Linked DNA regions of Mus musculus: region 1 is linked to region 2. Evidence: chromatin contacts called from public HiChIP or PLAC-seq data. All regions are on one chromosome and are shown on one strand. Each heading gives the region's core, a stretch centred on a gene start, on an enhancer-like site or on the middle of the called end of the contact. The rest is flanking DNA. Distances are from core to core; before and after follow the strand shown.

Region 1 (4,132 bases), core at 228-2,727, 76 kb after region 2:
GTTACAGATATTTAAAATTCCACATAATTCTAAGTTTCTAAAAATGATGAGATATAATTTACATTAGACATTATTTGAAATAATCTTAGGTTTAAAGAAAAACTGAGAAGGTATTTCCATGTACCGAGCAGGCACTTTCCCCATTAGCATCTTACATTCTTCAGTTATGTTTGTAAAGATTCAGGAACCAGTACTGATACATAATTATGAATGAAGCCCACAGTGTACTCAGCTCTGTTTTCTGTAGCTCCGGGCCTGACTTCCCCACTTGCTTTTTCTGTTGTAAGCATTGACCCGAGACATAGCAATAGATTTATTTATGACTTTAGGATCCTTTGGCTGTAACAGTTTCTCAGATTTGTATTTTTCTTTTTTCATGGCTTTGAGCTTCTCTAGTCAAGTGTTTGCAGACTGTCCACAATGGAACATGTGTGCAGGAAGAAGATCCTAAAATGCCATATACAAACTCTAATGACAAGACAGCAGGCAGGGTGGGATAGTCCCTATGCCCAGCTCTCTTTGTTGAGATAGTTACAAACTAGCTATTTCTACATTTTAGAATGCCTGAAGCAAAAGCCCTAAAAGAGAAATATTTTACAATTTAATTAAGTTGTTCAAAAGGGAAACAATAAAGAAATATACTTTGAGGATCAGATGGAATCTTATCAAACAGAAAGAAGTTTGCCAGCTACGACATAGCATATAAACTATCACCCACTGTGCAACTATTAATTTAGGAAGCTGGAAAGTACAAATCAATTACAAAGCTTTATGGTAAATTCCATAATTCAGAAATCACACTGTAATTTCACACCATTAAAAGGATTAAAATTTTAAAGTGGTAGTAAAGAGCTTATCACTTCCTTTCTATCTCTGTCAAAAGTGCAGGCTGCTCTGGGCACACTGATTTAAACCTAGATCCCACATTCTCTGTCAGAACAGAATTGTGAGTGGGCGTTTTCTAAGCCAAGAGTGGTTGGGGTATTGCCCATCTGAGGCATCCCTAGAGGTTATCTATTGGGCAAACTAGCAAAAGTGGGTAAATGTTACAAAGTACCAGGAACAGTACCAAAGTTAGGTTTGAGTAGACCCATACCATTTTAAATGAAAACTTTCCGTTATTTGTAACATAGCAGTACAAACGTAAAGCCTCACTTAGTACACAGTTTAATGTGGTTTTGATAAGACAACAAACATGCTTTTTTTTTTTTTTTTTAAATCACCTAATACAAACTCAGTTCCAGGACTAAGAATCAGGAAGCATGGGTTTAATTCTCACCTATTTTCCTCAACGGAGCTAAAATGAACTTTTCGATGCCTTGTCCCACTACTTGAAAAGTAGAGACAATTCTATATATTGTCAATGTAAAAACAGGGTTCAAACAACATTTGGATCCACAGAGCAGTGGAAAACACCAACAGAGAAAAGGTGATTTCTGCCATTTCCCACCACTCTAAAGATGACACACTCTTACAAGCATTACTCTAAACAAGGTTTAATTTAAGCATTTTAATAGGCTAAATGTTATCTAGCTCATCTCTGATATACTCAGAACCTTTCAGTGATTTTCCATGTTGCTCAGAGAAAAGCCAAAGTTCTTCGGTTCTGTGTAACAGGTCCTAATTATTTCTCAGACTTGCTCCTCTCTTGTCAAAGCCATCCAGAGACTGTTCCCATTTGCTCTTTACTTTGGATAGGCCTTTGTCCTTACTCTTAGCAGTGAATTCTTTGCCCAAATCTGCCTGTCCTACTTTAATTATGTGTGTATGTATGTCAAAGGTGTCAGGGTCCTCTGGAAGAGCAGCACGTGCTCTTTACCATTGAGTCCTCCAGCCCTGCCTGTCTGCCTTCAAAGCCTTGTTTAAATGTCCCTCCCAATGAGCCTTACTGGTTACATTAGTAAGGGAGCAATAGTCTTATTTCAGCACCTTCTTTTTCTTCTATTCTTTCACCATGACTTTCATCATCTAAACTACATACTGTGAGAGTTGTTCACCAAACTATTCTGTCTAACATTAAGCTAAATAAGGAGATATTTCTGAATTGTTTACTAATCCAGGTAGTGGTTTGAATAGTAATAGGCATGTCATAGATACTCCACAAATTTTGGATGAACTGAAGTTAACACTCCACTTAAATTTATAATTTAACCACTTTTTCATATCTTTTAAATGGGAACATTTAAGATCAAAATGGCATTTCAAGAAATAAACGTATTCATTTTCACTTCAATAAATAAGAATGTTTTGACTATTACTATATGTTGATGTTGGAAATAATGAAACCAAGTACCAGTTCTTCCTCACAGTGAACTTCGGATGCACATAAGTGGGACAAAAAGACCCTGAAAACCATGTCCTGGCCACAGTGGTGTGGGACGTGTGACGGAGCTGCAGAGCAGGGGGCGCAGGAAGGACAAGCGCACAGTAGGCTGTGCTGCGCCACTCACACTGATAACTGAGGAGGTCAAAGGAGAAACACTAGTGAAGTAGGAAGGAAGGTTCCAAAGGCTGTGTGACACTGTGGTCTGGGCACAGCCTATGACACCCAAGGAAAGGGAATCATGTCTAAAAGGAAGCTAAGAATGAGAACTGTCCTGATGGGAAAGGAATAGAAGTGAACGATGCACATAAAGGAGTTATTAAAGGAGACAATCTAATCTACTATAAAAACAATTTAACTACCCTAGCAGTATGTTCTAGTACTAATGAAACATTTTTAATTGAAAAGAACTAAAGTGTGGGTTCTATTATAAATATCAACTCACGTCCAAATCTCTATGTCTCAGGTTCTCCAAACATAATGATACCAGTCAATTCCTGTCTTAGATGGCTGCTGTGATGAGGACACTGCTGGGCACGTTCTGTGTCCAGAAGTGCCAGCTACTAGTATTTTTGTTATTGGTGTGCTAGAATAATCAAAGTTGCCAGTATGAAGTATATTTCCAAAAACATTAAGTCCATAAACAAAATGTTGAAACAGGATTTTATGCAGCACAAAAATTAGCTTGCTTAGCTGGAGGAATCCAACACCATCCTCTGGTGTCTGCTGGCAATGGCATGCACATGCATACACACAGACACTCCAGTAAATAGCAAAGTTAAAAATAGGAAAAAAAATCAAGGATGAAGGGCCTGGTACTGTGGTTAATGCCTATGATCCCAGCCCTTGGAAGGTACAGGAGGATCAGGAGTTCAAGGCTACCTCTAGTGAATTTGAAGCCCTAGCCAAAGTGGGGAGGATGAGGATACAACAGTGGCAGAGTATTTGTCTAGCAAGCTTGAGACCCAAGATTTGATCCCTAAAACAGACAGAGGAGGGAAAGAGGAAGAGAGGGAGGGGAAGAAAGAAAAAGGAAGATATTAGGTAAGAAGAAGTACAAAATCCCTGTGTGCTATTGCAGATAATAAAAACAGTCTGTGTACTTTCCAAACCTAAAGGAATGTCACTCAAAATTTCCACCAAAAAGAAAGACCATGTTTCAGGAACAGTGAAGTAGGCCTGTGATGCCAACAGTCATAATGTGCACACATGGGGTCCCGAGTTTTAATTATAATCTGGGGCTTTTGAGACCCTATCTCAAAATGAACAAATAAATGTATGAGAAAACAGCTGTGTTTAACCTGATTTAAACAACATACAGAGCATAGCATACACGTAATTGGAAGCATCACATAGTACTCCATAAATATATTCAATTATGCTTTTATGTATCCTAAGAATCCATTTATTTTAAAGCTATATATAAATAGACAAATAAAGCAGCTTTAAGTGTAGTAATTAAAACTGGAATGTTGAGGGCTGGAGAGAGCTCAGCAGCTAAAAGCACTCACCGCTCTGCAGAAGACCCTGCCGCATTCAGTCCCTGGGACTCACACCAGGTGGATCACAACCCTCCCCAACTCCACATCAAGGGTGCTGGCACCTTCCTCTGGCATGGGGGCAGGAGGCATGCATGCAGTGCACATCCACACATGCAAGCTTTTCTTTTTCCTTTTTTTTTCAAGATGGGAACGTTACTAAGATGGAAGTCTGGAGCCAGGCCTGCTGTGAGACACCTGTAAGTCCGGCTGCTTTACAGCCCCAACAGGAGTATCATGAGTCTGAGGCCATCATGGAAAACAGTGGGAC
Region 2 (4,040 bases), core at 1,446-3,945:
TAGGAATTACCATTCCCTCAGGATCAGGAGGAAGAGGGCCAGACATCTAGAACTGACTATCTGACACAAGCAGAGCACTACCAAGTAGCAGCCCTGCGTTCCAGTGTCCCATCTACAGTGCAAACATAAGGACACTGGCAACTCCTGTGCACATGGTAGGTGCACAGAGGTATATGTTCTTTCTTTGTACAGCCTGATTAAGCTTTCTCAGAACAGCCCAAGGACAACAGGTGTCAACAATCAAACCGCACTCCACTGGAGATACGCTAACAGGGCGCTTAAGGTGGTGACTATGTGGAGGAATGATAAGAGAGGCATTTTTAGGACAAGCAAAACAGAAAAACCCACAAGGACACCATGAAAACTGAAACCACATAATCTCTAAATAGAGAAGTAACAATGTACTGATATTTCAGTTGTACAAAAGCGAGAGCTTGGGAAGGAGGGCGCTGTCATGGAGGTCGGCGCTGCTTTTCATCCCCAGCGCGGGGTGAGAGACAAAACCGATTACTCTGTTGTTGCTACAAGACATTTCAGGTCTTTCCAGACATAGCAAATAAGTAGTAGTAATAACAATAACAATAATACAAATAAAGAAATCATGAGGCTTCAAGGTCAGGGCAGACATGTACAGACAGATAGACAGACAGAAAGAAAGAAAAAAATAAAGAAAGAAAGAAAGAAAGAAAGAAAGAAAGAAAGAAAGAAAGAAAGAAAGGGCAGTGATAAAATTCTAGTTGTCTTGTTTTTAGGTTTTAATTATGTATCTATGTGTGGGTTTGTGTGCCTGAGTGCCAGCACTCAGTAGACCAAGGGCATCGGATCCCCTGGAGCTGGACTTACAGGCTTGAGCTTTGAGCTGCCCAACATGGTACCGGGAACATAACTCAGACGCCCTGGAATAGCAGGAAGCACTCAGCTGTTGATCCAGCTCTTCAGACCTAATAAAACTCCAGTTTTTAAGCTCAAGATGCCAGGGTTGCTCAATGTTATTAGCATACTCACGGCCTATAGCTTCATGACACCTATTCTTTCACATATAGCAAGGGCTCTGAAATCAAAAGCACATCTGCTCGGCACGGTGACGCACACCTGTGATCCCAGTACCGGGGAGATAAAGACAGGAGGAGCCGTAATTCAAAATCATTCAGCTACAGTGGAAAATTCAAGGCCAGACCAAGCTACATGAGACCTTGTCTCCAAAAGACGAAAAATAAAATTAAAAAAAAAATGTCTATGTAAGTCTAGAAACAGATATTAAAGGGAGGGAGCTACACACACACACACACACACACACACACACAAAATATTTTAAAAATCACTCTCTGACAGAGACTGCTGTCAGGAGTGTGATGCATAATCCTACTCCCCAGTCAGTAAGAAAACACATTTGCATTTCTGGTTTAAGAATCAGGGATTAGGGGCTGAGGTACGAGAGCCAGAGTTTGGATCCCCAGAACTCACATAAAATCCAGACAGATGTAGTGGTCCACAGGCAGATGTGGTGGAGGTCCATAGGCAGATGTAGTGGTCCACAGGCAGATGTGGTGGTGGTCCACAGGCAGATGTGGTGGTCCACAGGCAGATGTGGTGGAGGTCCATAGGAAGATGTAGTAGTCCACAGGCAGATGTGGTGGTCCACAGGCAGATGTGGTGGTGGTCCACAGGCAGATGTGGTGGAGGTCCACAGGCAGATGTGGCAGTCCACTTGCCGTGCTAGATCTCAGGCGGGAGGAGCAGAGGATCCCAGGGACAAGCTGGCTATCCAGACTTGCCAAATCCGTGGGCTCTAGGTTCAAGTGAGAGACCCTGTTTCACTATATAAGGTCAGAGTGATTAAGAAAGACACATGAAATCAACCTCTAGCCTTCACATGTATGCACATACAGACGCATATCAACCACATACATGCAAACACACACATACATATTACATGTACAAACACAGAGAAAAAATCATCAACCATACACATGCAAACACACACATACAAACACAGAGAGAAAAGTCAGTGAATAAAGAGAGTAGAGTTTTTGTCTCTGGACAGCAGCACACTGCTGGACCAGGTGTTGGAGGCAGTTGTATTTCTTTAAGGACACAGAGAATCCTGTGCACCTTACCTCCATCACACAGGTAAGAATAATTTAGGTGATAAACAGATGGTTCTGGGATTCCATCAGCAGTGAGCAGCTGATTTCTGAAATATCCCTCTGAACTGTTTGACAGGAAGAATATACTAGAATAGATTTATTGAAATGTGTGACATTTATTCCTAAGTTGATCAGTGTTAAAATCTATCGCAATGTAACTGAGAATATCAGTGCTCACTCACCTTAAAGAATGAGACCAGTAATTTGAGTTAGGACTCAAATCCCTGCTGTGTCACTTGGTATAAATTTTTACTACGTGATAGTAGTTACTAAAGTGAGGCGATATAAACTGGGTGTGAAGTTCAAGGTTGTATCCTCTGTTACATGAGTTTGAGGCCAGCCTGGACTACACGAAAGCCTGTCTCAAATTTAAAAAGATACCAGTAGCAAGCATAATGATGGTGACCCATCCACTGCCTGCCTACTCAGCACTCAGCCTTCCAGCCTTTCATTTCCCCAAGGTTTCCTAAAACTCTACCTCCTCAGCCTCCCAAGTGCTGGGTGACAGTGGGAGCCATACTTGGTTTGCAGCAGTGAAGCTCTTGCTGTGTATGATGTGGTAATCTCTCTTTTTTTCTTTTTCACTGCAGATTCAGCTTCTGAGTTGTGTTTAATCTTTAGAGTAGGATTGGTGAGTAGAGGAAACCAGATGTTTCGAAGAGACAACGTCATAGTGAAACTGAAAACATCAGCTAAGGAAAGATCTATCACACCTTTTGTTTCAGGGACAGTGAGCTTTGGGCCATCCGACTCCTTTTTATTTGATAATATAAAGTTAGTGGCAGGTACGGGAACACAACAGTAGTCCAGGCTGGCCTCAAACTCATGTAACAGAGGATACAACCTTGAACTTCACACCCAGTAATCCTGGGACTTGGGGTGAGAGAAAGAGGACAGCCTGGGATACGTAAGACCCAAATCAAAACAAAGGACAACAACAAAATGTTAATTCCTGCACATCATGAGACCAGAACAAGCCAGCCACACTCTTCCTGCTTGATTCTGCAGTAAACTGCTGTTCCTTCCAGTGCAATCTGGCCCATTCCTGCCCTGGCAATGTGATACACACAGGACTCAAACTCACAGCACAGACACTGGGATGTGAGGGAACTGCAGCCAAACTCTTAGTTTTAACCTTTCTAACCTTTCTGAGACCCTAAGCCCAGGCTAGCCCATGAAGTATGGCTGCTCTTGGCCTCTTCATTCTTCTAAACTTCCCTCTGTCTGCTGTGTAGGCTTAGATTAGATTAAAAACATTAGTGGAGCTGAGAAGACATCTCCAAAGTGCAGTGGGTATGTTAGCATCTGCCAGTGTAGGGGGAGAGATGGAGGCTTACAGCCAGCCTAGCCACCAATGAGCTCCTGATTTACTGTGAAAGATCTTGTCTCAGGAAGTTCAGTGGACAACAACAGAAGATGTCCACACAGACCTCTGATGTCTACATGCACAGGCGCCTACACACAAACATCTGTGCACATGTATAGCATATGTATACACACTACACACAAAAGAAAACCATTAATAAGTAGAGAAATGTATGCATGTATTCCTAACATACCCATGCCCAGAATTCCAACTGCTCTGAACTTTTAAGGTGAACTTTTAAGGTAAATTTTAGAGGTAGTGGAGACTAAACCCAGGGCCTTATACATGCTACATACACATGGTACCAGAGTTACATGCCATCCCCGGTAATATTTATTCATGAAGTATTTACTTTCTGACCTGCACTGATAAAGACCCTGGAGATGTAGTAATAAACAAGACAGACATGATCTTGAGTTATAAAAAAGTAAATAAAAGAAAATCATCAGGAAAATAAAGGTGAAGAGAGAATCTCTACGTAATGTATGAGAGCATCACCTGTCAATTAAAAAAAAGCCTATGGCCAA

Evidence for each region. HiChIP or PLAC-seq counts read pairs in DNA pulled down with a chosen protein or histone mark.
Region 1: a contact with region 2 is called in a BATF HiChIP or PLAC-seq map of CD8 T cells, with 61 read pairs. The contact joins the enhancer-like site here to the promoter of 4930428O21Rik in region 2. A contact is called at or near these places in 2 of 15 datasets of contacts at CTCF or cohesin (CD8 T cells and large pre-B cells), 12 of 484 Hi-C or Micro-C datasets (the C10 cell line, CD4 T cells, CD8 T cells and 7 more) and 6 of 115 datasets of contacts at active chromatin or transcription factors (CD8 T cells, bone marrow-derived dendritic cells, double positive thymocytes and 3 more).

Annotation. Positions count from the first base shown.
Region 1 is chr5:107,778,009-107,782,140 of GRCm38.p6, forward strand. All of the region lies in intron 18 of Evi5 (ecotropic viral integration site 5), which reads right to left. Among named protein-coding and RNA genes, the nearest start is that of Gm42147, 39 kb to the left of the region's middle. Within about 2 kb of position 1,478, at least 10 of the 459 cell types and tissues checked have an H3K27ac peak or open chromatin away from gene starts, as enhancers often do. A contact at or near this core is called in CD8 T cells and regulatory T cells, where this site is marked.
Region 2 is chr5:107,700,785-107,704,824 of GRCm38.p6, forward strand. 4930428O21Rik (RIKEN cDNA 4930428O21 gene) reads right to left here and starts at 2,696. Exons shown (of 3, transcript NR_045871.1): 1 at 2,626-2,696; 2 at 1,465-1,789. RefSeq lists an enhancer at 1-3,606.